Linked DNA regions of Cricetulus griseus: region 1 is linked to region 2. The links are chromatin contacts, called in public Hi-C maps. All regions are on one chromosome and are shown on one strand. The core of a region is the stretch at or near the end of the contact, and the rest is flanking DNA. Distances in the headings are between cores, read along the strand shown. Region 1 overlaps Nyap2 (neuronal tyrosine-phosphorylated phosphoinositide-3-kinase adapter 2). Region 2 has its middle 76 kb from the start of Dock10.

Region 1 (5,208 bases), core at 848-3,347, 410 kb before region 2:
AGAATATTGTAAACAGTAGATGATACCTGACTCTCTTCTAACTGTCAAGTAGCTCAGGTGTCAGCAAGCTTAGAGATCACAGGGGTGGATGTCATTCCTATAATGAGCAGCTGAGCAGCGTGTAAAACAAAGGACTAAAACTATAGGACTCCGACTATTGTTCAACAGAATGGGATTTTAATCGTATCTCTGACCCTGGAAAGAAAACATGACAATTGAACCCCTAGAAAGTTTACTAACAGTTAACTGCCTAAACTTCATATGCATGCTTGTTCTCTAGCCAATGGCTTTCTGATTTCAAGTACATCACCCCCCCCCCATAGGAGTCATTTTAAAAGGGTCTACCAGCTACTTAGGCATTGAAGTACTCAAAAGAAAAGCTGCATGTTCTAGAGACCGTAGGGACTGTCTAAAGCCAGCTGTGGTGCTTTAAATGAGATAGCACCCAGAGTCTCAGGCGTTTGAATGTTGCTCCCCAGTTGGTGGCACTGTTTGGGAAGGCTTAGTAGGCATGGTCCTGCTGACAGAAGTGTGACTCTGGGAACAGACTTTGAGGAGTCAACATCGTGTCATTCCTCATTCATTCTCTCTTCTTCTTGCTTGCAGTTCAATATGTGAACACTCAGCACTCCTCTCTAACTGGCTACTGGGTGCCATCCTTCATTGCCAAAATGGACAATTATCACCCTAGAATCACAAATCCAAACAAGCTTTTCTTTCTATAAGTTGCCTTGCTTATGATATTTTATCACTGCAATAGAAGAGTAACTAAATACACCAGCCTAAAATACAAATGGAAGCAATGGTCACTTTGGCCATCATACACAACATACACTTAGATCCCTTTCTTCTGCAACAAATTCTGTCTTTTACACCCTCTCTTCTGAATTCTCTCAATGGAGGACATAAGAGTAGAGAACCAAGGGGAGATGAGAGTCTAATCCTAAAGATGGAGTCACACTGACAGCCTCATTTCACTTCGGGGATTCTAAGTCATAGGCAGGACCCTACTTGGCTGGTCTTGTATAAGGCATAACTTTAATAGAATGACTTGGGCTTGCACCTTGGCAACTTATGAGTAGTCTCAGAAGTCGAACTGACAGAGACACTCTAGCTTCAGCTTCCCCACTAATAGAAATACTATATCCGCCTGATAGGTATAAGCATACAAAACACTGATATTTTATGACATGGATATGGCAAGCAGAATTCTGAGAACGGTGTCAGTTGCAGGAAGAACTGAAATGTTGCTTTAGATATCTGTTTCATCCAGAGTGGTGCTTCAACCTGAGGAGTAATATTCCTTTGTAGCACAGAATAGACAGAGATAACTGAAGATCTCTAGTGTTTCTTCAGAAAGTCATGCTGGTGGCTGTATATATCCTTCAGTTAAAGAAGTGGTTCTCAACCAGTGGGTCAAAGCTCTTGGCGGGGGGGTCACATATCAGATATTTATATTATGATTCATAAGTGTAGCAAAAGTACAGTTATGAAGTAGCAATGGAATAATTTTATGGCTGGAGGGGGGGTCACCACAACACGAAGTGCAGTATTAAAGAGTCACAGCAGGAGAAAGGTTGAGAACCAGTGAAATAAAGTAAAGTACAGCTTGTGAGCTAGTATTAATGTACACAATTTCTTCATACTCCTCTGGTCACCTAAGTCAGAGGTAAACTTACCCACTAGATAGAAAGAATTTCTTTTTAGGAAGAACTCTTAGGTTCCCCTTTCAAATACCTTGATGGCAGAAAAAAACTTAGGAAGATATTCTTCTGTTTGTTGGATTAAGCTTTTATTCTTTTCTGCATTTTAATTTCCCTCTGTGGAAGAAGGATAACCTTTGCTTTTGAGACACAGGTTGCATAAAGATGATTAGAATGAATGGATGATGTCACGAAGCGTCATCAATTCATAAAGATGCATAGCACTCAGTGTCATTGGATGTGACTCCTTAGTCTCCTCTGCCCAAAATGCGTATTTAACAGTAAGGCAGTTAAGTCTTCAACTTAAACAGCCTTTGAAATGCAGGTTGTAGTATACACTTCAGTTGCTAGGGGGAGCCATGTATCCACTTAATTTGTTAACTTGCTCCAAGCTGCATGAACAGGCAGGCCTGTTGAAGCACCATTCATTTCAGTTGTTAAACATATATTCTACAATGTGGATGATGATCTTTCAAGAGAACATGGTATTCAAAACACCTAGGTGGTAAATCTTAAGGCAAATTCTGACCTTAGCAAAAATATGTCCCAATGTTTCCACATCTTTTGTCCTAAACACAAGGGATGATAGCATCCATAAAGCTGTAGTAGTTCCATTGCATCTGGGTATCATTTAATTCAAATGGGATGATAAATAATATTAGATGACAGGTGAGCTGAAATTACACCCATGGTTAATTTTGACATACTTTGCATCCAAACCACACTTAACTACAAGACCAGAAGAAAAAGTCACTACTATCTAGCAAATTCTGAGTGCCTAATTTCTCACAGTTTTATACATGGCTGGCAATAATGAGGAGAAGCAAGCAATCAATCAGTGTCCACCTTTCTGTAATACCATTTGTTGAAAGTACTCCTCTTAGAATTTTCCAGTAAGTTGGAAAAATAAATTATTGGGAGATAAAAATATTGCAAAGGAAGAAAAGAAATAATTAATATTTTCAAGCTGTTATTTTCTACCTAGGGCGGCTTTGTGTGTGTGTTTGTGTGTGTGTGTGTGTGTGTGTGTGTGTGTGTGTGTGTGTGTATGTGTGTGTATACATACACATATATATGAAATCACATTGATTCTCAACAATGATACTAATCATTGAATACTTCTAATACTTTACAGATAAGAAAAAAGGCTCAGAAAAAAATGTGTGGCACATCTGAGTGTTTCAGATCTAGCATAGGCTCTATGATTCCATAAGCAAAGAAAACCAAACATACAAGTAAAAACCTCTGGAGAGGCTGTGCCAGCCACCTCAAACTAGCACTCCCAGTTGCCATGTGGGATAGTCATAGCACCCATCTGATAGTGCTTTGCACATGTCTGTGTGAATCCTGTGTGCAAGAAACAGAGATGACAATGAATGAGACAGGACTGTCACTGTGCAAACATTACCTCAGATCCTCCCAGAGTTTCTGTGCCATTCACACAGTTAAAAAAAATATGCTTCAGTTACTTTATGCATTTTCCTTGTTACTTATATTGACAGCTTTGATTTCTGATGATAAAGGTATAAAGGACACATCCAGTTATGGAGGACTGTAGGGCCAGGTAGCAGACACTCTAGCATCCTTTGACCTAATTGCCATCCATTTCGTTGAAGTCTTCTTTTTCTAAATCCTGTCACTCTGTCCCATACATGGGAGTGATGGATGGCAGACTATTGGGGACAGACACGAGTTTGTTTGCTTTATTCAGCTTGGTAACAGATTTTAAGAGTGCTGGACTCAAACAATGGCTTCTAAATATCTTTTACTTAAAGCATTCAAATTTAATGACCATACAGTATCTAAATTAAAAAATATCCCATGGCACAGTGACTTATAAAGTGTAATCAGAATCCCTGCCATCTGAATTCCTTTCAGGGATGCAGAAATTAAATAATTCCAACATTTCAAGATCCAGCTGCCATTTAAAGGTAATCTTTCCTTTATTTAACTCTGACAGTAATTAAACAGAATAGAGAGTGCTACAGAAAACTAAATCCTCACGTTTTTCTAAATCAATCAGACAGAATTATTGAGAGTACATACAAGATAATGGGGATTTTCCTACTAGCATTATGCTAATGCAATATCATCATAATACATGGCTACAGGTTAGTTTAATAAGACCAGTAGTCTTATTGCTAACATTAATTTCCTCCATATTTCACAGAGCTAGATCCTATCCTCAATAAATTGCATTGAAATAAGCATTATTTCTGTAAGACATTCTCTGTTAATAGAATTTCTTTTTCAGTTTGAAGTTGGTACAGATAAATACTTGCCCAACATGAGCTGACTTTGTGTAATGATCTTTGTGGCTGTTTTCCATGTCCCCTATTTAGGCTTTTCTATAGTTAGAAATAAAAGCTGGGCTGACCTTGAGGTATGCTAACATGAATAACAGATACTTTTGGCTAAATCTCTGCATGGCCCAGAGGATTCTCTGCTGTGGAGAAGCTTGGTGTTCAGTAGGAGGTCAGTGTTGGCTGCTGAAATACCTATTTATTTTTGGTCATTCTTCTGGTTCCAAGTTATATAATCATAAACACACAACCAGAAAAATAACCATAAACTACACATAACCATACAATTGGGCTATGGAGAATTTCCTGTGTGAGGGATGGACTAATCTGCACATGAGTTTTCAATGTTTGAGAGACAGTAGCAAAGTGGTCCTTCTGTCATTGTGACTCAGAGGCAAGTGTCCCTTCCCCATGTATCCTGTAATCTTTAAGTAGTTAATATGGCTACATTTACTCACAAAGGCCTTTAGTGGTTTAAATTAAGACACAAGAAATCCTAAATGATACTTGAGATGCACCTGGGAGAGACAAGTGTTTGTAGATATTAATATATTCATAAATTAAGTACTGTGAACAGCTTTGTCAGATAAAAATGCTAAGAAGCACAATGTTTCTCATTATAAAATGCAATTATTTTGCTTATCTATGATTTTAAAAGGTCCTGACATTTAATGTATTTGATGAATGTGCAACTTGATGATCAGTGCTGGGCAGTCTCTTAGATCCTATCATTGCTTTTATGAAGTCGCATTTCGCCAGAGTACCATGAACGCAAATACAAGCGCTGGGAAGCAGAACAATTACTCCAAAATGGTGTGGTCTTGCTTAATACCCATGATGCCTCACAGAAAAAATAACTGAACCTCACCAGTTAAGGTATTGGTTTACTATTGGTTGAGTTACAAAATGAATTTTGTATATAGTGATTATCCTTGTTCTAAACTCCCATTCACAACCATTCACCCAGATTAACATCAAAACAACATATTATATTATAAAGGAATAAATGGTATTTTAGCTTATGCCTTTATTTCTTATCTCTCTTCTCCAAGTAATAATGAAGCTCTCATTTGCCATGCATAGACACTTATATTCCCTTTCTGAGAACATTTCTGATATTATTGGTTTAAGAGAGAAATATCATTTATTTAAAAGGTTGACTTATTAGTCTACAGCTGTTGGTAAATATTTAAGTTATTTGG
Region 2 (5,002 bases), core at 2,367-4,866:
GCAGAGGTAAGTGGATCTCTGTGAGTTTGAGACCAGCCTGGTCTACAAGAGCTAGTTCCAGGACAACTTCCAAAGCCACAGAGAAACCCTGTCTCAGAAAAAAAAAAAAAAAAAAGAATTCAGGCAGAGATCCTGAGACATGGCATTGTATAGTTCATATGGGAAAGTGTATGATAAACATTATTGATAAATGAAATGAATTAATGTGAAATGTGACTTCTGGGTTTGATGAACAGCACGACACTGATGTATTTGGGAGACCTGAGCAAAGGGAAACAGTGACTCGAAGTGAGGTCAGACGGTCCCAGAACACACATGGACTTGACTACCTGAGGGATGCTGGCTTTAGTTTTGAGCTGAGGAGTGACATAAAAATAAAGCTTAAAACAACTTACTTGCCTGCTTTGGCTGTTTTATCAAGCATTTCACACACATGAAGCTATTCCAAACTTGGAGATTTACAACAAGAAACATTTACTTAGATCTCAAGGTCACAATTTGACCAGGAATGGCCTGCCCTGCTTCATGACTCCACTAATCTCCTTGGTTTGTTCACATAACTATGGTCAGTAGGTTCTGCAGATTAGTGTGCTGTCAAACTAGAAGATAGGGCCATCAGTGTAGGGAGCCGTCCCTGCATTCTCCATTACAAGATGGCGCTGCATCCAGCAGGCACCGAATGTAAACAAGATTATTGCGCAGGCGCTGGGTAATTTTCCATTCCTTGATCTCTGCCTATTCCGTGGCGTCATATGGCCTGATGAGCTGCAGCCAATCATAGGGTGACACGTCCCAGGCGGCGGCTGCCAGCCTTTATTAGGGGACGGGATTCTTGCTCGGGGTCTCCGCTCTGGTAAGCTTATGCTCTCCTCTCAAGACGCATTAAAGCTTTACTGCAGAAGGATCCGAATGTCCTGTGTGGTTCTTGCTGGCGAGGCTATCGAGCGGGACACATCAGTACAGCATGTGCTCTGTCATCTGTCCGGGTATCTAGTGCTGCTCACTGGTTAGGACGACTAAAAGCAGTTGGACAAATGCTCATTGCTGCTCATGCTTCTACCTGCCTTCATAGCTTCCACCTGAGCAGGCTAGTTTAATTGACAACACAGCACAAGCTAGAACCACCTGCGAAAGGAGTCTCAGTTGAGGGATTGCCTAGATCAGACTGGCCTATGGTTGTGTCTGAGGTGATTGTCTTAATGGGAGCTGTACCATTTCCTACTCCGGGACCTGAATCCTATGAGGGAAGCAACAGGAAACATGTGTTCATTCATTTCTCTCTGTCCATGGCTGGGGATGTGACATGACCAGCTGCTTGAGTTTCTGCCCTGAGTTCCCCTTGTAACCTTGAGTTGTAAGTCAACATGAAAGCTAATTCTTGGTTAGGGGAGGGGCCATCCAGAGCATTCACTTCCAGCTCAGGGTCTCTGGTCCCTATTTCTGGATTGCATTGTCTTCAGCAATAGAAATCTACTTTTCACCTCTGGGGGCACCTGGGGTCACCAAGGACAATAGCAATAGACTCTATGTTTTGAGAATCTCATGGGTAGTCCTGACCAAAAACTCAAAAGAGGGTTTCTTGCGTCTGGTATTGGGGTTTCTGCTGGGTGATTTTCGGCTCTGTCTATGCAGTGAAATGAGGTATAAGAGGTATGATAGACAAGCTGAGGCTCTTCTCTGAACATTGTTTCCTCTCCAATGTCAATTCATAGACACAGCACTGAGTTTCTTACTAAAGGCATGCCTCTCTCAGTTCTAATCACTGCACCAATAACCCTAGCATGTGTCAGTCCACAATAAACTTCTTGAATTCTGAGCCCTCATTGAGTTCTGCTTTTGAAACCAATCCAGTACACCATCCCACTCACAAAACACCAGGGTTGTTCTAATTTAGTTTTGTGTTGCTTTGATAAACACCATAAGCAAAAGCAACATAAGAAGGAAAATGTTTAATTTTTTTTACACTTCCAGGTCACAATCCATCATTGAGGGAAGATGGGGCAGGAGCCTGGAGGCAAGAACAGAAGTAGGGGTCATAGAGGAGTTCTGTTACTCATGGGCTTTCTTGGTCTCTTATGCGCAGCAGCTTGTTGTAGTTGTTGTTTCGAGGGTATCACTATGTAGCTCTGCAAGTCCCAAAGACTTTATAGACCAGGCTGGTCTTAAACTCAAAGAGATCACACCCAGCCAGTCTAGTCTATGAAGTATTGGGGAAGAGTAGTGATGGAGCAGGGGGTTTAGGTGGGAGGGGTGAAAAGGATGGTGGGGAAGAGAATAGGAGGACAGAAAGCTAAAATTTGGGAGCACTGGGGAGTAGAAACCTAATATATAGTGACAACTTCTAGGAATCTATGAGGGTGACCCAGTAAGGACTCCTAGTCATGGAAGATGCATACTATGACTATGCCTCCTTTTGTAACCAGGCAAAGCTGTTTTCAGCTGAGTTGTTGGCCAAGAGGGCCTGTGGAGATCCATAAACAACCCAGGCTGACGCTAGGACAGAAATTCACTCTCTGAAAATTGACATTGGGGCCGTCTTTCCAAGGACAGCATCCATACAGCTCATTAAACATAGAAAGCTCGAGCTAGTGCCTGCAGGGAGCCTACACCCCTAGATTCTGGTCTCTTTTGTGTGAAGAAGTTAGTGCATTGTCCAGTCATCTCCACAAAGGCTTCCTATGACAGCAGGAGCAGTTGCAAAGACCCAGAACCAGACACTGTGCAGAGAGAGATTCTAAATTTGAAATCCCCATGGGGTCCCTCCCCTTGGAAATCAGGGGATTTTCCTCGAAGAGCTCAAGGAAAAACTGTGGGAGTCAAAGAGGATGGAGGACACCAGGAGCACAGGGTCCACTGAACCAACTAAACAGGGTTGACATGGGCTCACAGAGGCTGAAGTGGCAAGCAAGTGGCCTGCATGGGTCTGCGCCAGGTCCTCTGCATAAATGCCACAGCTGAGAGCTGGTGTTTCGGTGGGATCCCTAACAGTACTAGCAGGTATGTCTCTTGACTCTTTTGCCTTCTCTTGGGAGTCTTTTCCCCCTGTTGTGTTGCCTTTTCCAGTGTTGATATAAGGGCGTCTGCCTTGTCTTGTATCGTGTTTTGTTCTGTTTGAATGTGATCTCTTGGAGGCCTGCTCTTTTCTGAAAAAGGAAACAGAGTGGGATTGGATCTGGGGGAGAAGGGAGGGAGGAGGTGCATAGCTGGGGGAGATGGAGGGAGGAGAAGTTGTGCCCAGGATATATGGTATGAGACATGAATCCGTTTTCAATTTTTTAAAAAAAGGAAAAAAGTATAAACTGCATCTTCATATTACAAATAATTTCTTGCTATAAAATTTTACTTGTTGGAATATAATAATAAAGAATAATGTATTTAACTGCATATTAGTTTGATGTATTAACTCTGAAATATTTTCTGTTTCTTTCTTTATTTGTGTTCTAATAGCTCTTAAAGCCCTGTAAATATTTGGGTTAGTGAAGGTAGGAGAGAAAGAGGGTGCCATTACTAACAAGCACTGCATTACAAACAGAACTCAATCACTCACGATGTTAATTGCCATATTTTTAGATGCTTTTCATTCTGTAAGCCACTCTCTATCCATGGAAAATACCTAGACAATTAGTCACATCAGTCTCCAGGGAAGGAAAGATGCATGGAAGACTGATTTCTGGGTTGCCTGTCTTGTGTAAATGAATCTTTGTTAGTAATTACTTTATGCTTCATACTACAATAGATTCTATAAGTTTCCTGAAGTTGTATGAATTACAGCATTGAGACAGAGTGGTGGAAGAGAGAAGGCTTACAATCTGAATAGCAAGAAGCTGAAAAATATAGACAGTTTGTGAGTGACAGGGAGGGAGTGTGAAAATTATTCTTCTGGAATGAAGTCACACTCATGCTGAAACTGGCAAAAGGTTAGAGATGCAATGTTGTGCACAGCATCAAATGTGTATATCCTCTGACCCCTAAGGAACACAGCAATCCATTTGACCCTCCAGACAATACTTTCTGCCCTTCCAACTCTAATACACAGCCCCACTCTTATTCCCTATTCTCTGGAGAATTGGGCTTCAGACTGGGGAAGTGAACACTTGCCTCAGTCACCCTGATGTTAGACTTCACATTAATCACCTTCAGGATGAGAAGGAATTTGTCTCCATAGACAACCCGAGCCCTTTACAGGAAAGGTTGTAAGTAATGGTATCTTTTTGCTGACTGCAGGAGAACACTTTTCTGATATGAGCACTTAGTTATAGCACAGTAACTGGATTAAGATTTGAAACCCTTGCATTAAAGCAACCAAATAACTTCATTATCTACTCAATACCCAAATCCATTTCTAGAAGCTGTTTCTCCAGTGTCCCCATCACCACACCACCAGGAACATGAGCAGAATGCATTTATTGAGGGTCTTCTTTATCCTTTTTGTATAATTCATAATTGCTCCCTGAACAGGTTATAGTTTTCCAAGCTGCTTCTAAATTTGCAAACATAAGACCTTCTAATATGGTCCAATAAATCCCCAGTGATGCAGCATGTTGTGTGATGTGTATCTAAGATGCTACAACGCATCGTAGATCTCTGATCCCCACCATTTTACTCTTCATTTGAAATAGAAACCATGCAGTTACTTTACAAAGAAATGGCTGCATTCCCTGTGTAGTGCCCTCTTGCAAACTGCCACAATATCAAGGCATTCATGAAAAGGAATAAGAAAACAGCATTCAGCCTTAAGATAGCAAATAGTTTACAATTAAAGACACTCCCATTATCTGTTATTCTGCACACCCCTGTGGAGTTCTGAGTCTCCCTGGCTAAAATCTAAGAAAATTGCTAAAGAGATGAAACACCATTGGCACCTCAGAGTCACCCACAGAACTGAAATATTATGCATAATCGCTCATGTATTAACTGCTGCACTGTGCAGCCATGGTAAAGCCAAGTTGTCTAGAATATTTTGTATTCTCAGTCAGGAAGAAAGAAGGAATGCCTGTCTCTT

The links. A called contact is a pair of places that touch in the nucleus more often than the background predicts.
Region 1: a Hi-C map of the CHO-K1 cell line shows a contact between it and region 2, with 10 times the contacts expected there. The contact joins two enhancer-like sites. A contact is called at or near these places in 6 of 8 Hi-C or Micro-C datasets (the CHK-Q cell line, the CHL-YN cell line, the CHO-K1 cell line and 2 more).

Annotation. Positions count from the first base shown.
Region 1 is chr2:433,856,445-433,861,652 of CriGri-PICRH-1.0, reverse strand. The region is part of intron 5 of Nyap2 (neuronal tyrosine-phosphorylated phosphoinositide-3-kinase adapter 2); the gene reads right to left. Among named protein-coding and RNA genes, the nearest start is that of Nyap2, 190 kb to the right of the region's middle. Within about 2 kb of position 2,097, at least 2 of the 6 cell types and tissues checked have open chromatin away from gene starts, as enhancers often do.
Region 2 is chr2:433,450,550-433,455,551 of CriGri-PICRH-1.0, reverse strand. No RefSeq gene overlaps it. Among named protein-coding and RNA genes, the nearest start is that of Dock10, 76 kb to the right of the region's middle. Within about 2 kb of position 3,616, at least 1 of the 6 cell types and tissues checked has open chromatin away from gene starts, as enhancers often do.